2 separate regions of the Arachis hypogaea genome follow, and region 2 is linked to region 1. The links are chromatin contacts, called in public Hi-C maps. All regions are on one chromosome and are shown on one strand. Each heading gives the region's core, a stretch centred on a gene start, on an enhancer-like site or on the middle of the called end of the contact. The rest is flanking DNA. Distances are from core to core; before and after follow the strand shown. Region 1 has its middle 8.0 kb from the start of LOC140177020. Region 2 holds the start of LOC112727328 (protein REVEILLE 8).

Evidence for each region. Hi-C and Micro-C count contacts between places; a contact is called where the count stands out from the background.
Region 2: a contact with region 1 is called in a Hi-C map of an unstated tissue, with 4 times the contacts expected there. The contact joins the promoter of LOC112727328 here to the enhancer-like site in region 1. A contact is called at or near these places in 2 of 8 Hi-C or Micro-C datasets (leaf and an unstated tissue).

What each region holds. Positions count from the first base shown.
Region 1 is chr12:39,130,639-39,134,410 of arahy.Tifrunner.gnm2.J5K5, reverse strand. No RefSeq gene overlaps it. Among protein-coding and RNA genes, the nearest start is that of LOC140177020, 8.0 kb to the right of the region's middle. Within about 2 kb of position 1,855, at least 2 of the 3 cell types and tissues checked have open chromatin away from gene starts, as enhancers often do.
Region 2 is chr12:39,260,253-39,264,302 of arahy.Tifrunner.gnm2.J5K5, reverse strand. LOC112727328 (protein REVEILLE 8) reads right to left here and starts at 2,372. Exons shown (of 9, transcript XM_072209188.1): 1 at 1,795-2,372; 2 at 1,186-1,243; 3 at 968-1,091; 4 at 724-882; 5 at 488-613; 6 at 284-393. The coding sequence starts at 1,988.

The DNA.
Region 1 (3,772 bases), core at 606-3,105:
TGACGTTCCTAGGACAGGAACAACGTCTCACCGGGGAAGAACCTTGCTGCCATGGCTGCACACCAGTTTTTGTAACGATCGTTTACAAGACTTATTCCTCAAGTTTTAAAGCGTGTGTATTTACCTTAAAGCTAATTTTATTACAAACATAAAAGAGAAAAAGAATTGCCTTCATTTAATACATTGATTGGTTTATACAATTGATCTTCAAAGATCACTCCGAGGTCCCAGGCACCAGGAGTCATGCGAGTCATGTTATAACTTATAAGCAATGTTCTAAAAACCGGACGGAATTGAAATCGACAGTATTTACAGTTTGATTCAGAAAAAAACCTTCATTTTAAAAATTGTTATAAAATCGTTAAATTGGATGAAAACTGATCAATTGAACTAGACCGAAACCCAGTTGATTTTTATAAACGACGTCATTTTTTGTTTTATTAAAAAAAATGAAAATTGGAAAAGAAAAAACGCAGCAATCTTATTGCGTCTTCCTCTCCTCAATCTTATTCTCAATTTCTCACTCTCTTCTTAGTCTCATTCTCACCTTCAGAAAACTTGCCCTTCCCTCTCTAAGAAAGAAAAGAATCGAAAAATCCTAACTTCCATTGCCGCTGCCAAGAGGGGAGAGATTTGGAATGGCAGGGACAGCAGATCCGAAAATGCGTAAGGACAAACAATGCGAAGAGATGGCAGACTCGAAATGACGCAAAGCTGGCGGATTTGGAACGGTGATAATACGGTGGTGGTTCTTAAAGGTTTGAACACAATGCTTGATTTGTACATCTTTTTTCTCTTTCTGAAAAAATGAAATATCCTTATTTATGTGCAATATACGAGTGGGCGGCCGCTGTTGTTTGAATGGAAGAGGGATAGGATAACAATTGAATGATATAGTGATATATTAGGGTTTCTTTTTTTTTGGATATTTAGTCTTATGTTGCACATGGGCTGGAGTATTGAGCCCAATAAACTTTTTTTTTTATCTTTTCATTAAAATTTTGTTTATCAAGACAAAAAAAACGTTTTTTTATAACTTCTATTTAATTTTTAAATTTTCATAACAAAAGAATTAACTTTTTTTATTATTATAATTTATATATGTATTTAAAATATTAATATAAATAAATTATATTACACATATTTTAAAATAAATATATATTTAAAGATATATTATGTTTAAAAGAAAAAAATAAAATAATTAAAATTTAAAAATTCTTAATAAATTCAGTTCAAATTTAAAAATTATAAGCTACTAATAGATTTTAACCAAATGATTATAATTATAATATAACACTTAGATTATAATTTAACATAGTTATTACTAAAATAAGAATATAATTTAATTATTTGTATTTTTTGTATTTATTTATTATTTTATATATTATTTTATTATAATTTAGTTATTTCAGTTGATCACAGTTGAATTAATTGAACTATTATATCAATAAGGGCAACGCTAGGTAACCAATGACTTATCTGACCAACATAAACAAACGGGCTTTGAAAGTGGCCCATTTCAATTAAAATACACTATACCTTAATTTTCCTCCAAATCCTAATTTTAACCATTCCAATTTTTACCAATTCTAATCAGCAACCCCCTTTTTGACCTAGTAGTCAAACCGTCTCCTCTATCCCCAAAATTGAGCGTGCATTCCCTTACGAGAGTATTCACCGTCATCGCTCCTCCTTCAACTTGAACAGCTGACCGAACTTAAGGCCTTGTCGCCGCCATGTTGTATCCGTCCCTCCTCTATGCTGTTGCCGTCAATCTTTAAGCCTCCCTCGTGCAGCCATGGAGCCGCCGTCGTCGTGTAAGAGACGCTCATCCCCGCCCACGTGACCCGCCCTGGCGCTGTCGCGCATCGCCGTTTGCGCCGTCCGGGTCCCTTGTTGCTGCAACGGTCGTCCGCGTTCCCCGTGCCGCCCGCATTCCCGCTGAAGTCCCGGCCCTGCTGGTGTCTCGTCTCCATGTTAGCAGTCTTATTAGGTCAGTGAAAGGCTATCTCTGTCTTTACTGCTTAGATGTTCACAAAAGTGTTTAGTTGATTATTTCTTTCGAACCGTTGTGCTGCTTGTGGTTATTGATAAATTTGTTTGACTTCCATAAGTGTGAATAAGCATAGTGACATGTTAATGTTGTTGAATAATTCCTTTTTGTCGTCTTATTTTTTAATGGTTGACTGAATTTGGATATGTGCTATCCCCGGGTATTAGGAAGTCACGAATTGGTTTCGAGCACGTTTTTTTGATGAATTTGTTTCCTATAAGTATAAGTTGGTTATGCAATTTAAATGGGATGGTTACTTCACTATGAGAATGGATGGTTAAAATTTTTACCAAGAAAGTGAAATTTGTTCAAGTCTTGGGACCTAATTTTTGCTTCAGTTAGGTAACCAACCATTATTCAGATGTGAATACTCATTTAATTTTACGGTGGTCTATGTTTGATTTTTTATGAATATTGTTTAAGTTGTTTGATATGCTTACTTTTGGAATAATCTGCAAGCCAATTTCTAATGTTACAAAACCTCTTTGTATATAAAGTTTTTGAACTGGGTTGGGGTTATTTGTTGTATTTTTAATCATGGTTAATAGTGTAATATAGATTTCCAACACATGATTACTAGCTTTTTTTGTTACTTGCTAGACCATGGAAGTTTGATTTTCAATAAGATATATTAATATCAGATGATTATTCTTATATAAAAGATTAGTTAATATTATTCCATGATAAAATACATATTAATTATTTTTTTATTCAAAATATATTTCAAGAAGATGTCAAAGGGTATGTTTGGATTTTATTCTAGGTATGTAAAAACCTTAGCACCAACAAACATTACACCGTATAGTCCTTTCAAATCATTTCTTTCCGTATACTTCTTGTTTCAAGTAACGCATCTCTCTGTTTTTTTTTTTTAATTATCCTCTCACGCTCGAACATACATACCTTTTCGAAACTATATTGGTACTATTATTAAATAAAATGAAGAAACCAGGTTTTGCATAAATCAAGAGAATATGTATTAATTCAAAATCTCAAAAGACACTGAATATCCAAATATTTTGAACGTGCCAGTTATATTATTTGTCCTTAGCTGGTGATGATAATGATAATATGATTATCTCACGACGTATTATTTCGGTTCTGAAAAATTTGGAAAACTATTTATAATGGCGGAAAAAATTTTGGGTATATGGTTCTGGAATTCGGTAGATATTAATAGCTTGTGTTTTTAATCACAAATAAATCTGTGGTATGCTGGTAATACACAGCTTCACGTTGTTAGTATGGTACATGCACACTGCGGAGGATAGACCGGGAGTGCTTACTTAGTCGGATGATTATTGCACCTGGTTCTAGTTATTTGTTTGTTTGTTCAAGTGGTTGATTCTATGATTGGTTGACTTGTTTCTGGTGTGATTGATAGTTGGGTTTGTTAATTCTCCACGTCATCAGTTATTCTGCTTATTTGACAAGGAATAGTTCATTACCGTGTACTCATTTTAGTGCTATGATGCTGTGTGTAGAGCTTTTGGGGTGGTTGGTTAGGTTTCTAATGCTATTCAAATGATAACGTGTATTAAGTGGCAAGACTAATGATTTACTGGTTCGTTACAGGCACGAACCTATTTTGACTTTGATTTGTTGAGTACCATTCAGATGGGGAAAAAGGTAATCTGAATTTCGTCGTTAACCAGTCTTTATTCTAGTTGCTTATAACTTGTATTCTGTTTTGTCAATAGAAATTAGTAGAGACGCGTT
Region 2 (4,050 bases), core at 1,123-3,622, 130 kb before region 1:
CAGGAGCGAAAATTAAATTAAAGAACAGCTATATCATTTTATGCTACTAGGGACCACATAAGGATTAACTTCTTCGTCATATCCTCATCACATATCCATTATAAATTTACTATAAATCCTAGAAGTTTTACTTTATTCGATAATAGTATGTTAATGATATTTTCGAAGTGCATCTATCTCTATCATATGATGCCACTAAGTTTCACATCTGAAGTTACTTGTGACAGAGCAGAGTTGTCAGCATGTCATTTAGCAAAATGAACAGAAGATTCATTCAACTCACAGTTTCAAAATTTATAGGATCCATTTCCTTCAGCTTCTGGACATGGTTATTTGTATCAGGATCAAAAACACTTCCAATGAAGCTGTAAACTTCGGCAAAATCTGGCAAACCTGTGAAACATGACCAAAATGACATATCACCATCCATTGCTAAAATTCAACTTGTAAACAAACAAGACATAAAAGTCAATATACATGAGATTACCATGAATAACTGGCGCTGGTTTCCCTTGCTTTGGTATCTCAGAAGACAATAGCTTTCTAGTTGAGTTCCCGACACCATTAAGATTGCTGTTACTAATCTGTGTTATCCCCTTCGATCCAATATCAGCTGAATCAGTAACGTCATATAACATAATAAGTTGTGGAAAGGTCCATTTAGCACAGCCAACATAGTGTACTAACATCAAACAAACAATAATTTAAAAGAAATATGCATGCCTTCATTTCCATGAAGATTGCTGAGTTCATCTTGACAGGTCAATGATTTATTTGATCCGGTGTTCACCAACAGAGAAGCTTCATCCCATGTGGCATACCCAGGTGCAAGGCCATTTGTCGAAGGAGCATAAGCAATGGATGCTGGCAGTGCCATCAAAACTGGAAATCCAAAAACTCATGTCAAAAACTTAGTAAGGTTGTGAATTCATAGGAAAGAATATGACCATGTAATATAGAAGCAAACCATTTTTTGATGCCTTTTGTGGGTAGGGATGTGCGGCTTTGCGCTTAGGGCGAGGAGGAGGCACATGTGCTACTGTTCCATTCTTTTGAACTTTCAAAAAGTATTTTTGGGCATGGCTTCGGATCTGCAAAGTTAATAGTGAGTCACAAACAATGACCAAATAGAATACAAGCATGAAAACAATACTGAACAATATAGCCGAAGAGCGATCTCCTAACCTGAATAACTGTTTTGGATCCTACAAAATCTTCAATTTTCTTCCAATCTCTGTCAAATCTGAATAATCCACAAGATATCAGTAACTGAAATGCAGAGTCCTTCACTTAAAAATTTGAAATGAAGAACATAATTTTAACCAATTAGTACGAAGCAAATCAATCAGAATCTAAAAGCAAGGCTTAGTTGTGAAATCTTGTTATCAAAATAGCCTTTGCTTAAATTTTCAGCATGTAATCATAACATTATATATAACAATCACACTACTTTTTTACCATTAAGCATAAACTGTGAGATGTGAGAAGTAAAATTAAACAATTGAAAATACATTCTTATCTGAAATTAGCGAACTACAAATACTAAGGACCAATTTCTCTTTATTTTCTCTTTTTTATTTTCTTATTCTTCTCTTTCAGCAAAAAAAGGTCAACTAAATCAGGTATTTGAACTTAAAAGGATACTAAGGATGATGAAAAAAAAAAACACTCCAAATTGGCAATAAGAACCACGAAAACAAGTCAAGGAACATACAAATGCAATTTTATTTTGTCCTAATAAAAGAAGAAAGAAAATAAGAAATAAAAATAGAATAATGGAAATTAGAGACTAACAGCTGAAGAGCTTCTAGAAACTTGTCGTGCTCTTCGTCAGTCCAGCTCTCTCTGGACTTGGTAATGGTGTAAGGCTTTCTGACCTTCTTGGCAGAGGCATCAGTGGCGGTGGCAGTGGTGGTGGTGGCGGTTGTGGCAGTTGGCGTTGGTGTCACCATTGACTGAGTATTGGAGGTGGTGTTGTTGGAGTTCATGTGGCCACAGAAAACATAAGAGAGAGAGAGAGAGAGAGTAGAGTATGTGTCTATGTGACAATGTTGTGGTGAGGATGTGATGTGGCGAAGGTGGTGGGTTAGGTGTATGTGTGGTGCACGATGGCTTGCCTTGTCACCAACACGAGTTTTTCCACTACCACTGCTAAATGCTAATTAGCAGTAATTAGTTTACCAACCTTACCAGTTACCATTACGGCATTACCAAATTTCATTTCGTCCAATATGTCTTCTGACTTCTGATTCCATGCGCCGCACTTATACCTGCACTTTAGCGCTTTCAAGTACAAGTTTTTTTTTTTTTTTGGTGACTTAAAAGAAAGAAAGAAAAAACCAGGACCTGCACTTTCAAGTCACAACTTCGTTATCGTTATTCGTTACCCCAATTTTTTAACTTCTTAAAATAAAATGAAAATAGAAATGTTATTTTAATAACTAAAACAAATAACAATAAGACGACTAATAATTGAGAAATAGATTTTTCAAATTATTCTTAGTTGATAAATATTAAAAAATTTAAAAGAACAATTTACATAATTCATTTTTAGTAGTTAATTGTGGATATACTTTTTGTTACTGAAATAACATTTCTCAAATAAAAATACCCTAAATAAGTTTGCTTATTTTTTAATAAATTTTAAAGTTGTTTCTTTTGGTCACTATATTAATAAAAGAATTTAGAAAATTATGAATAATTTAATTAAATTATTTTATTACTATAATCATACACTATATTAAAAATTACAGACCATGTACACTTTAACTTGTTAGTTTTAAAAGAGCAATTCGATCATTTAAAAGGTTAATTTGTACGCTTGTCAAGTTGTACATTTTAAAATTTAAACGCATAAAATTTGCCTGACCTGTAATCCAGGGGTTAAAATTCCCATTATTAATTTGATATGAGTGAACTATCCGAAAATTCATTTAACATTTATCAATCTTATAAATGAGGTAATTGTATTGAGTTTCGGCAACAATAAAATATGATTATATGATGAAAAACATTTGATTAGGTTAAAAGGCTATATGGTATATATAGTTTATAAAAAATATCATGTGTATATATAAATTAATCACTAAAAATAATCATTATGATGTGTTATTTAATTTATTTTTAATATATAATTTATATTTTAACATATATTTTATATATTTTATTCTCATAAATTTTGGTGACTAATGCCAATATACACTTGGTATGATTATATGATTTAATATGTAAGTGATGCAGATCCAATTTATCCCAAACAGAACAATAAGCATAGCAGATCAGTTTTCATAGCACATTGAACAAACAATACAGTTCGAATAAAGCGAAACAATTTGAAGCAAAAATATCAGTCCATACACTAAAGAAAAGAATCATCAAATTTGGGGACAAAGATAAAAGAATCAAGGAAATTACAGCATCATCACACAAGGACAATTATTAAATCGCATCTGCATATTTGACACTCATAGGAGGTGCAAGGTCGATTAAAATGTATACTATCACAACTGACACATTTTAGTGATTTTACCCAACGTCCCTACAACAACGTTGCAAATTTAGGAAATGCCGAATTTAATTTTTATTTTTTAGAAGTATTTTCTCACCTATATAATGGCAATAATCAACCACATTTTGATTTCAAGAAGAGAGTAAATATTGAACATATTCTAACTTTTTCGTATTCCATCTTTCTTTTCTTAGAGTTTTATTGAATATCATATTTTCTATTAGAAAAGTTTTTAAATATACCTGTAACATTAGTATTTTAACTGTTAATTTTAATTAATATATATTATATATTTTTATAATTAAAATCAACAATTAAAATTAAAATTATTAAAATACCAATGTATTTAGTATTTTTTTTCTTTCTATTATGTGTTCCTTAAAAAAAAAAGAATATTGTTAATTATGTGAGAAATCATACACAAAAGTCATGAGAAAAAAAAGATTAGAGAGATAGATAAAAAAAAAAAAAGCAGTTATTATTTTATCTTTATAAAGATAGCTTCAGGTAGATGAACCGAGTTGTTTTTTTTTATAAATTGG